Regions from separate parts of the Rattus norvegicus genome. Here region 2 is linked to region 1. A link is a contact called in public Hi-C data. All regions are on one chromosome and are shown on one strand. The core of a region is the stretch at or near the end of the contact, and the rest is flanking DNA. Distances in the headings are between cores, read along the strand shown.

Region 1 (5,803 bases), core at 1,889-4,388:
TAGTGGCATATATCAATGCAGAGTTCCAACTTACTGTGAACTCTCTAGATCTGTCATCAACTATGAAATGGTTGCCATGACACAGATCTTTGTTTCTTTGAGGTGGTGTCAACACAGAATTCTCACTGTGGCCCAAGCAATTCGAGCAATCACTCATCCCTAAACATTTCAAACAGAACACAGAGTCCTTCTGTGCTGGGGATGCTGATTGGGTAGGCCTGAGACAGGTGGATGAAACTAAGTATGAAATGAAGGTGCCAGGGAGCTCCTGGGGCTGTGGGTGAAGACTGTGGGTGAAGACTAGCCTTCAATAGCTTGTTTGATATGGAAAAGGATGAACTGAGCACTCATTGTGTGGATGCTGACAAATATGAAGTGGCATTTCAAAGTGGATCCATCTTACCCATTCACGTGGTTGCGATAGCTGTTGCATAATGAACTTTAAAGTGCTCAGTTTTTTGCAAAGTAAAAACAAGAGTGAGATGAATCAAAGACATCATTGATGGCTTGAAACCTTCGGGTGCCCTTTCTTTGCCCAAGGGTCTTGGGGTTCAACAGCAGCCAGTGTTTGCAGAGTGACCACTTATTTATGTATAAAAATCCCTTGAACCACAAGGTTTCCAGTATTTATTTTCACATCACACCGAAGGCTAGCAATTTCTCTACTCATAGGTCCACATTGCTCAGGCCTCAAGCCTTGGTGCTGATAGCACACAGCTGCATAATGAGGAGGATTCTGGCATTATCTCAGCCTAAGAATAATATCTGAAGGGTTTATTTCTTTATATGAGCATCCAAAAATGAACATAAGCTAAAATGAGGTTTCTTGTGGCAAGGCCCTCAAGAATACCAAGGGAAGTTGGGAGAAGTAGCCAAGAGAATAGATGACAGAATTCCAACTTCATGAGTGTGGGCCAGAGAGCACACGGATTAGCAGCAACACAGGGGTCTAGATGGCTTAAAGTCAGTTTGCTGTAACTATGTAAAAAATATTCAATCTTAGGTTCTATTTATGAAGTATGATAGTGTCCACAGAGCTGTTCTGTTGTTCTGCTCGGGCGAAACACCATATAAACCAGCCATTGTACCTGTATCTGAAGAACACCTGAGCAGGAGCTGGCTTAGGTAAGATAAGTCTAAGTTGCTGATGCTAAAAGATCCATTGACAGCCATGTAATGCTGCATTTCCATCGGCCTGCTACTCTCCTGTGTCACATCCTATATAATAAGCTTGTCTGGCGTGCAATGCGGGTCTCCCTGACGGCATTTGGGGAACCAAGTTTTTTTCATACTCACTCCTTCATCATTCATCAGAGAACTGTCACTTTCCATGGGGTTGAAATAAGCACCAGTATGCACTGGTTACAGTTGGGTTGACACAGGAAGGGAAGACAAAGGACATTCGGGTGCCATTTGACACTGGCCACTCAGTATTCACGCTCACATATCACTGTCACCTATGACTGTTCACACCTAACTAAGTGGGAGACAGGAAAGCAGTTTAGCTACTGTCGGCTCTGTGACTATAGTTCCAATAAAAACAAAAGGAAGAGGGAGGAAGGGACAGAGAAAAAGAGGAGGAGGAAGAGGAGGAGGAAGAGGAGGAGGAGGAAGAGGAGGAGGAGGAAGAGGAGGAGGAAGAGGAGGAGGAGGAAGAGGAGGAGGAGGAGGAGGAGGAGGAGGAGGAAGAGGAGAAAGAAAAGAGAAACCATGACTAATTTTGCATGGCTGTACTTTCAGATACTCGGGAGGCTAAGGCAGGAAGATTACAAGTCCAAGGCCAGCAGGAGCAACTTAGTAAGACCCTGTCTCAAAGTAAATGGTAAAGCGGGCCTTTCGATACATCTTAGTAGTAGAGTGCTTACCTAACATGAGCAAGGCACTAGGTTCAAGCCATACTTCTTAAGAACTAAAGGGAATGGAGGGGTAGAATTGAGGACTTGGGTGGCTAGAGCTAAATCTCCCACAGTCTTCTGGAGAAATAGCAATCAAGTGGGGAAAGAATGGTTTAAGAAGAAAAAAGTTTCTGTGAGAAGCTCGGGCTAGTTCTATGTGACTCTGGAGCCACATCAGGCCAACAGGTAATAGACTTTCTGGATAATCAGAAGATAAGAGAGCTTCCAGGTGGAGACAGACATCCCCTCTTATTCCCAAGGTCGAAACTCATTCAACGTCTTAGGAGCTGTACAGTCTAGTGAAGCATTCTGATTGGCCAAGTTAGGTTGTTGATGCTCCCTTCCAGAAGAGTCTTTCCGGTAGATTTTGTGATTCTATTTCAACTATGTGCTTGCTGTGAGCAGAGCCTTTCACCTCTACTGCAAGGCTTATGCTGCTCACATGGCCCAGCGGTCTAAAGACCCAGCTATTGGATGCTGTTGCTAGATCTGCACACAGCATGTGGTCTAACGACATGATATTTCCACCGTGGCACTGCTGACCCAGGAAGAAGTCAGAATTAAGTCAAGTATCTCTTCCTGCTCCCCTCTGTCTCCCTACACCCTTCTCCACATCTCTTATTTTAACAGGGTTGGTTCCTTGATTGAAACTGGCAGTTACGCAGGGTTTAGCACAAAAGCAGATAGGATCACGCTTACATCCCCTTCCAGCTCTTTTTCCTGGGTCAGATGACTGATTCGTTACCTGTGCTTTTATCTGGCCCCAAAGCACAACCATTTCCTGGTCTGGACATTTCTGCCTGTCTCCCCCCACTCCCCATGAAGATGGACTTCTCCTATTCCTCTCTTCCATATACTAAGTCAGTGAGTCACTTTTTCCTGTCACCTGCCAGCGTGCTGCCCAAGCTTCTTCCTCCCTAGCTCTGAGTGCTGTCGAAAGGGTAAGGCTTAATTTGAAATTAATTCTTCATCCCTTGTACCCTGAAATGGACGTCAAAAAAGAATTAATCACCACCGGAGCTTCCGCCATAGAAACTACACCCACATTCCCTCCAAACAGAGAATGACTCAGACAGCACCTTTTTGGTCTCCTTAGTAACTGGCCTCTCAGATTTCCCTCTTGTATTTGCAGGCAGGCAAGCACAGCAAATTGACTGGGGGAAGGGAAGCAGTTCACAGCACGCAGAGCGTGCTCTGGGTGGAATGTCACTTGCAACACTGTTTGCCAAGCACCATACACTGGCTCTGTGTCTGTTATAACGGGAGCATTGATTTAGCCACAAGCAGAGTGCAGGGATAAGTCTGGAAAATTACTGATGGCCTCAGGAAGGTTTGGTGACATCCACTGGAAATTGACACTGGTGGATTCATTTCTCAGTTAGAAATGTTATTAACCTTGACTCTAACCTGGGCTTTCAGTTAGAGGCAGACACACAGTTCTGGCAAGACAGATGTGAACAGGGAGAAAGAAGTTCAACTATGACACTTACCCGCCTACACCATAGAAATAATACTGTAAGAATCAAACTTCAGTATTTCTGTGTGGATTGCTTGGTTCATTCATAAGCACCTACCCAACACTTTCTGAAAAACTAAAAACTAAACCAATCAAAATCAATAGTACAGGAAGTTCTTCAGCCGCTAAACGTTGGTACCTTGGAACAAACTCTCCATGCCTCTAGGTTTCCTGCTGGAAACTAAATGAGAGCTATCATCCCTTCCAGTGGTGAAAGTTAGATTCCACTTCTTGGGATCATATTGATTTTAAAGCAGAAACTATTTAGCTTATGATTTAAGGTTCTTGGTCAGAGACCATCTAAACAGAAAAGTTAATCTGTCCTCCCCAGCATTTTGTAAATGAGGTCAACAGAGGTAAAATTACCTGCCCCAAGATGACATTCACTTGAGAATTTTCTTCTATTATTTTTGACGTAGAGTCTCATTATGTGGCCTGTCAGCCTTGAACGGCTGATTCCTCTGCCTCAGACTTAGCAGGAGAGCCAGGGTCATAAACATGACTCCACACTTGGTTAGTTTTAGTTTGAGCCCAATGTACCATGTGATTGTGTGCAAAATCGTTTTGCCAAGCTTGTGGGAAGCAGGACCAGCATTCACCTGCCCTTCTTGTCCAGTTCCCAAAAGTATCTGTTTCAAAATACATATGCTTGTTGTTTGAAGCTAATTCTTTTACTTATTATTATCCCTAATTTTTTTTTTGTTTTTACTTTAGGTATTGCCAAACCCAAAGCTTTTTTTAATCCCCTTCCTATCTTGGTATAATTTTACAATGGTTTTAGATCGATAAACAGTATTTATTTGCCAGAGATATTATTCATAGTTGCACTGTGAAGTGTGCTATAAGTATTCTTTCATTCAGTTTACTTTTCCCAGAATTAATAATGATCATGTTTTGAGTTTTGCTTACTTTTCTATGAGTAACCATAAATTCTACCCTAGCTCTTTATGACTGTGACCATTTTGTATGTGTAAACACATTGCATATATATGAAATGTCAATGCCATCTTTTCGAATTGTGTTCTTTATATTTTTATTACACTTATTTACTTGTTTGTGGAAGTGTATGGTGTGTGTGTGTGTGTGCGTGCGTGCGTGCGTGTGTGTGTGCGTGCGTGCGTGTGTGTGTGTGTGTGTGTGTGTGTGTGTGTAGTTGTGAAGTCAGAAGAAACTTGTAAGATTCGTTTTCATCTCCCACTATGTAGGTCCCCACACCAAATTCAAGTCCCCAGACTTAGTAGCTAGCACCTTTACCAGCTAACCATGTGGGTGACTCTAACTTCATCTTCTTCTAGAAATCCTTCCAGTACTCCTCTAATCTGCTTCTGTCTGGACCAGTTGCTCTCAAGAGCAGCCCCACAATAGTCATTGTCACCGTCCATTACCTGTTTCCTTGGAGATGTCCTCCTGTCCTTTTGGGTCTTTTATTGCTTGAGCCCTACATCTACCTGACTTGTCTTCCTGACTGATTCCCTGATTTTGGCAGAAATGCTTCCTCCAGTAGACTACTAAGGATAGGTATGTAAGGGATAACTTCTTTGATATGCTGCATATGACAGAAATGTTTCATCCTACCTCACAGATGACTATGAGACCAGGACTATAGAATTCTAGGTAGGAAGTTATCACTAATTACCGTGGCAGTGTGAAAGCTTGTGTGTGCTTTAATATGATCCAATGTCATGGTTAAAACCATGCTGCTTGCTAACTGCTTGTGAAGGAATGGCTCTAGTTTTGTGCCCAGGATATCCCAGAGATGATTTGACTACTGTTTATATCTCTTTAACTCATTTTCATGATCTATAACTATGCCGCTGTCTGCTTGTTTGTCTTAGGAATCTGGATTTATGGGTTCCTCTTGGCTCACTTACAATGGAAACATCACAATACTCGGATCTGTGGCTTCACAGTCCTGTGGGGTTCAGGGGTTCAGTGAAATAACAAGAAAGCCCCATGGAAGTTCGTGCTTGACAAGTCTCATCTGGACACTCACAAAATCTTCCCAGGAGTCTTCTTGTTTTACTAATTCCTAATGGTTTCCTTCACAATAACGTTAAGAACAAAGTAATAAGCAGCCTGTTGCAATAATTTCCAAAGATGCTTTTGATGCATTGTGAATTGTGTCTTTGCATATTCCATTTTTTTCTTCCTGTGTTGCCTTCACTTTCAAGTACAGGGTCGATTGTGACTTTAATGGAAGAGGCAAAGCTGATCTAAAGCCCATCTTATTCACACAGCATGCAGTTGACAGACAGCTTATCTTTTCTCCACTGCTCTACAGCAGCAAGGTTTTGTCATCAGTCTAAATTTGTCTTTTTTCTGTAATCTTTGTCCTATTGATTTGTGTGTGTATGTGCATGTGCATGCATGTGTGTGCACATGTGTGTCTGTT
Region 2 (5,803 bases), core at 2,058-4,557, 93 kb before region 1:
GCCAAAGAAGTATGGGGTGAACAAAGACGGAAAGAGAATTCAATGACCGTGCTCCAGTTTCTATGTGAGTACGAGATGCCTTCCGGGTGAGTCTCTTGTGTTCTTTCACTGAGTAGTTAGAGCCGTAGCTGCTAACATCAGCCAAAGTCATTTCATCTTTTATGATGTTTGCATATGTAGAAGCAGAACTGAACTGAAATATTTCATATTGGATTCTCATTCTCCCCGTGATATCACTGTATCAGAACTTGGAAAAATGAAGATGAAAGTCTAAACACCCATGAAGAATACAACAGCCAGAATTTTATTATGTTTGAAAGAAGTAATTTTTGTTTTTAAGGCAAACAAGCTCTTTCTCCAGCTGGGTAAGTTTTTGGCTCTTCTGTCACAAGCAAATGACTAAAGCAGGAGAATTTTATTACTATGCAAAGCTGTTCCTGATGGGAAGAGAAGGATGAGCCTGTGATTGCTGGGTCAGGTGGTTTCCTTTCTTTCTTTCTTTTTTCTTCTTCTTCTGGGTTTGTGGCATGTAGTAAAAGACACCAAGGCAGACAATTACTCAGACCCAATTCAGAAACCCACAAGCAAAGTCCAAGACCAAAAAATCATAAACTAGGACAAGCAGAACATTGCCTTCCACGAACACAAACTATACATTTTAAAAGGGAGATACCTCATGTAATCAGTTACACCTACGGCTGAAGATTAGTTGGGAAGATTTATGACTCATATGAGAGGAACTGGCACCAGAGCAAGAACTGTCTTCAGCTTGGTGATCAGAATAAAGTGGCTGAGAAAGACTCAGAATGATGTTTGGAGTAGGAGGAGTAAACTGGGGCTAAGTATACCCCTGTTCTTTCCTGTGTGTATATTCTCAACCCTTTCAAAGGTTATTGTGTAGGAATGTTACTTCTCAAACTAGTGTTCTGACCTTCTTTACAAACTATTTCTACGGCATATATTGTCCAAAAATGACAGGGGAAATAAATTGTTATTTGATCTTTAAAAAGTGGTTTAAGAGACTTAAAAAGAAAGTAGTTAAGAGTAGGGATAATTGCTGTCCAAGGGAAGCAAAGACTTGATGTGTAGATGGTCAGGTCTTGTTCTTGATGTCATGTGATTCCTGTCCTCCCAATACCAAAGACAATCTAGTGAGCCCATTATGCAATGATTGCTTTTATATGCAGAGAAGACGAGGCACAAGGGGACTAAGGAAATTACCCAAAGTTATTAAAATGGCTGGTACAGAATGTAAGCACACATCTTCAAGATCCTAGTCTTGAGGAAGCTTAAGAGGATGAGAGACATCAGGAGAAGTTAGAAGAATGGGTGCGGAGTCCTTCCAGATTCCACAACAATGCGCACAGTAACTTCCGTGCATGTGACCGCTGTGAGCAAGCTTCAGTGACCCCCACTGTAGTAGCTTAGTAGAAATGCTGAAAGGAAGGGATGCCACAAGCCCTGAAGGAGAATGCTCTTTGGGGAGATAGAAGGGGGATCTGATTAAAAGACACAAAATGAACTGTGGAGGGAACACCAGGCTGGGATCCAATTCTAGATCAACATTTCAACCTGAATCAAAGGGGAAACGTTGGAAAGGCTAACAAGGAAGTCTAAAGTGCCCTCAAGTCCCAGGGGGAGATATACAGTGAGGCTGGTACTTTGCAGAGGATACAGAAATGATCAAGCAGCCATCCAGCAGTATGTAGCCATGTGCAGCAGGCCTGTCTTCATGGTTCTCATAATTTGGCAAAATGGCTTTTTGGATGAGTGAAGTTTGTAACTTTGGGAGGTATCCGAGAGATGAGAATGAAAATGTGGCCTCCCGAAGGCCATACTTTAACAAAGCTCCCCCGGTTCCTTTGCACTGTGTTTAGAAGATACCATCAACGCTCAACAGCAAACCATAACAGACTCTGCCCTTAGTCTATGCCTGATGGGACAGTAATTCATTCTCTATAGTTTTAAATTATAGTTTAAATTATGAGGTTCTGAGGGATGGGTGAGCCTTGAGCTATGGCACACAGCCAAACAAACTTCCCACCAGAGCCCAGGACAGCATTCCACACATAGTCTAGCTCTCCAAGGAAAGAAAGGCTCCTCACCTCTTCTACAGGAGTTTCTCCTGCAAAACAGTGTTCTTCAGAATGGGGTGGTGGCCAGCATTCTTCTAGGCACCGAGGCAAAGTCAATGTCCAAATAGACCATCATCTTGGTCTCTGCTTGAAGCTAGTCAGTCATGTGAATAGTGTCCCAGGATGACTCCTCCAGGACCTGGGATGACCTGTGCCCGCTGCTTATTCTTCATGGAGCATCTTGACAAAGCTCCTTTCTTCCTTGAACCTGCCAATTTTCCATTTATCTCATAGGAACAATTGGTCCTCTTTCCAGGGGATCAAACCTGCTTGCTCCATAGGACTCTTAGCTCCAGGAGTTCATCTCAGTGTAGCATCAGTGTGCACGAAAATTCTTGTTTTGCTACTCCCCATTCCCCCAAGAATATAAGTACCTCATAAAGAAAAGGCAGCCAGCATAGATCACAGCTGACCAATGGGGCCAACCCTGGGCATTCGTAGATGTTTGGAAGATGAGCAGATGCTGGAATCCTGAAGGAACAGAGAAACAAAGAGCATCCATTAGTGATAGTCAAGAACATGGCGGATGTCAGGGAGCTTGGTTAGAATGCCAGTCCTGTCACTCAGCAGTTAAATGACATTAGACTTTTGATTATCCCATGTGCAAAATAACAACCACAGCAACAATAACAACCTAGAAAGATAATTACTTTGCTATTATTACAGATACGTCAGGACTGAAATAGAGTAAATGGGATAGTGTAATTATTTAAACTAGAGTTTGGCACAATCTGAAGACTGAGCTAATATTAACAATACTCTCACCCCCTTGGTGCCAGCCTAGTCCTTTCTCTGCTGGGGTACATTTTGAAGAAAAGAACTATTGCTACATTTGGAAACTTCTCAATTTCTATTTGAGAACTATAAAGTGGAATTCCTTTCAGAACTGGCCACTAGTATCTCCAAATCATGTAGAGTCATTTACAAAGATGAATAAATATTTATGCGCCACCATTGGCATGGCTCCCAGCGTCAGAGGGTCTCATTACCAGAGATGCTTGTGAATGGCTTCTCCCGAGCCATGTTTTACCGGCATAAAACTCACCACTAGGTGGCAGCTAAGAGAGGGTCCCCGGAAGTGAAGGCAAACACACCCTTTTGGCAGCTGCACCGGAGGCTCTGCTGTTCATACCCAAACATCTGACTCACCCAGTGAACGTCAGCCTGGAAAATGACAGGCACTGATTTCAACGGCCAGTGAAATATAACATCCCTGGGGCCAGAGCAGTAAGACAGATCTGGAAGCCTGTGAGCAATTTCCACGGAAATAAGAGAATTAGGGCCGCTGACAAGTGAAGACACACAAGCTTATAAACTACTTAAGTCTTTATGATAAATCATGTCCCTAGATAAAGAAGACTCAAATAGTCACGATTCTCCCCAGCACAAAAGCCTACGATGACCATGATGGGTTTCACAATTAGTATGGGGGCGGACGGGTAGGAGGGAACAACAACTTGGTGCTAGAATTTCTAGGGAGAACTAAACAAATAACACTTCTCGTCCATAAAACCGACTGGGGAAAGTGACCTTCAGTGCAGTCTGACTATTGGTGCCGTACAGAGGACAGAGGGCAGAGCATCGCAGAGGACAGAGGGCAGAGCATCGCAGAGGACAGAGGGCAGAGCATCTCAGGAGTGCTGCACCGTGATAGTAACATTCACTAAGCACTGACTGCAGAGCCCTGCTTTACACACCGTCTCTTTCGCCCTGCCAACCCCACTGCCAGGCAGCAGTGATTCATATCCCCATTTGACAACTAGGGAATTGGAGGCTCTGGGAGATTAACTTGTCTAAAGACGGAGTTCGATTCCGTATCCAAGATTTAATTCTCTGCAGTCTCCAGAGCTATGGTAACAGGAGAAAATCCAGGTGGTCAGCAAGATTTGTGCACGTTTTTGAGCCTTCATTGCTTTATCTCCTCCGACTCCTTTTGATGTTCTAATTAGGCTGCAGTGGAACAGCATTGTGGGCTGGCCTGAAGGCTACGGTGCTGAGGTGCTGCCTAAGGTCGCACTGAAGAGGGGGGCACCAGAGGATAAACAACAGCTCCCTTTATTATTTTGAGAGTGCCTCCTGGGGTCATTGTGGTTTCTTGCAGTCCAAGGATTTGTGTGTATCCCCCTGGCCACTAGTCACCATGACACATTTGCCCTTGCAACTCAGCCTAGACATTGGCTTTTTTGCAGAAACATTCTGGCCACCATCAGAGGTATACATGGTCTCCTCAGACCCAGAGGATACTGTAAGAATCACCACTGAGTACTTTTCTTCTGATACTTCACTGGTTTATTGACCTGACATTCCCCAAGAATCTAAGCTGTCCCCCTAACCTGTTTTTCTGTCCCTGACTCCTCAGTCCTGACCAGTGCCAGGGGCAAAACGATGGTCATGAGCTCTTTATTGAATGAAAAGATTCTTAGATACCCTGTTTGCTTTCGGGGAAGATGGGGGTGGGGAAACTCCAAGCCATGTAATTTGTATTTAAAGCAGGAGCAGGCTCTTGAGAAATACTGGCTTCAGGTCTCATCACTGCTTGGGAGCTGACCCACAAGCAGCTACCTCGGAGACTGGGCTACACCTACCCGTTGCTGAAGCTGTTAAAAGGACAGTGTGGGATATTATCCTCTCAGCTTCCTTGGGAGCCTGTGGCTGCTCATCTGGAGGTCCCTGGTTATACAAAGGTGACATGGAGATAGGCCCTCCACTACCCCACACACAGGTGCCATTGTGGTACTTCCTCCAATGCCAAGCAATAGTTAGAAGTCCCCCAAGAGGGTGACGCCCACACAGGCTTGTGTTGGCCATGTTAAGCTTCCAGACCATTTGTTTTCCTGTGGTGTCATGACTCAAGCTCGCCCCAGGTCTTCTAAACCTCCACAAACATGGATGCACACATTTCCAGACCTGCACAGATGCAGTGTTACAGTGTCAACACCACACTTGGAACAATTGGCTTAGAGTTCTCTATAGGCACAAAGTGCGGCAGCAAGCTCGTCTCATTGCAGCCAGCATCTGCTGAGAGCCCCCACCACCCTCATCACCGAGCTAGTCACACTCATGTGTCCTACAAAGGTAAAGCAAAATGCACATTTTCAGGCCTGTGTCTCTAGAGGTCTCAAATGAATGCTGTTGATAGATTTTTTGCTTCTAGGAAACCAGAGGGAACAAAATAGCACGGTGAACACCATCTTTCTATCACACAGCTTTATCGCATGTTAACCTTTCAGTCTATTGTCCCAGATTAGAAATGCGATTGAGGATTCCTGTGAGGAGTGAGAGGGATACAGTCCCTCTTTACCCCCACCCCCTCCCTCTCCCCCCTCTCGTTATTAATTGCCAGAACTCTCTGTCTACTGTTTCAATATTGATTTCTGCCACCCCCAATATTTTAAAATATTGACTACCAAGATATGGAATCGTAAATAGATACAACATTTCACTTAATTATTCTAATATAGAAATAAAGCCTCCTGCTACTTTTATGATTATGTAAATTTTTCCATTCAGTAATATGACTTTGGGGAATTTTATGAGTTCGGGGGTGCCTCAGTGGGTAATGTGACTGCCAAGAAGCCTGAGGACTTGAGTTCAGGCCCCACATAAAAAGCCAGCTGCTGTGTGCGTACCTATAATACCACTGGAGAGGCCAACACAAGACTGGCTCA

Evidence for each region. A called contact is a pair of places that touch in the nucleus more often than the background predicts.
Region 2: a Hi-C map of the A7r5 cell line shows a contact between it and region 1, with 2.4 times the contacts expected there. The contact joins two enhancer-like sites. A contact is called at or near these places in 3 of 12 Hi-C or Micro-C datasets (the A7r5 cell line, the Rat2 cell line and mammary epithelial cells).

Annotation. Positions count from the first base shown.
Region 1 is chr15:54,449,171-54,454,973 of GRCr8, reverse strand. No RefSeq gene overlaps it. Among named protein-coding and RNA genes, the nearest start is that of Chchd2l2-ps5, 150 kb to the right of the region's middle. Within about 2 kb of position 3,138, at least 39 of the 93 cell types and tissues checked have an H3K27ac peak or open chromatin away from gene starts, as enhancers often do. A contact at or near this core is called in the A7r5 cell line, where this site is marked.
Region 2 is chr15:54,542,110-54,547,912 of GRCr8, reverse strand. No RefSeq gene overlaps it. Among named protein-coding and RNA genes, the nearest start is that of Cysltr2, 93 kb to the left of the region's middle. Within about 2 kb of position 3,307, at least 31 of the 93 cell types and tissues checked have an H3K27ac peak or open chromatin away from gene starts, as enhancers often do. A contact at or near this core is called in the A7r5 cell line, where this site is marked.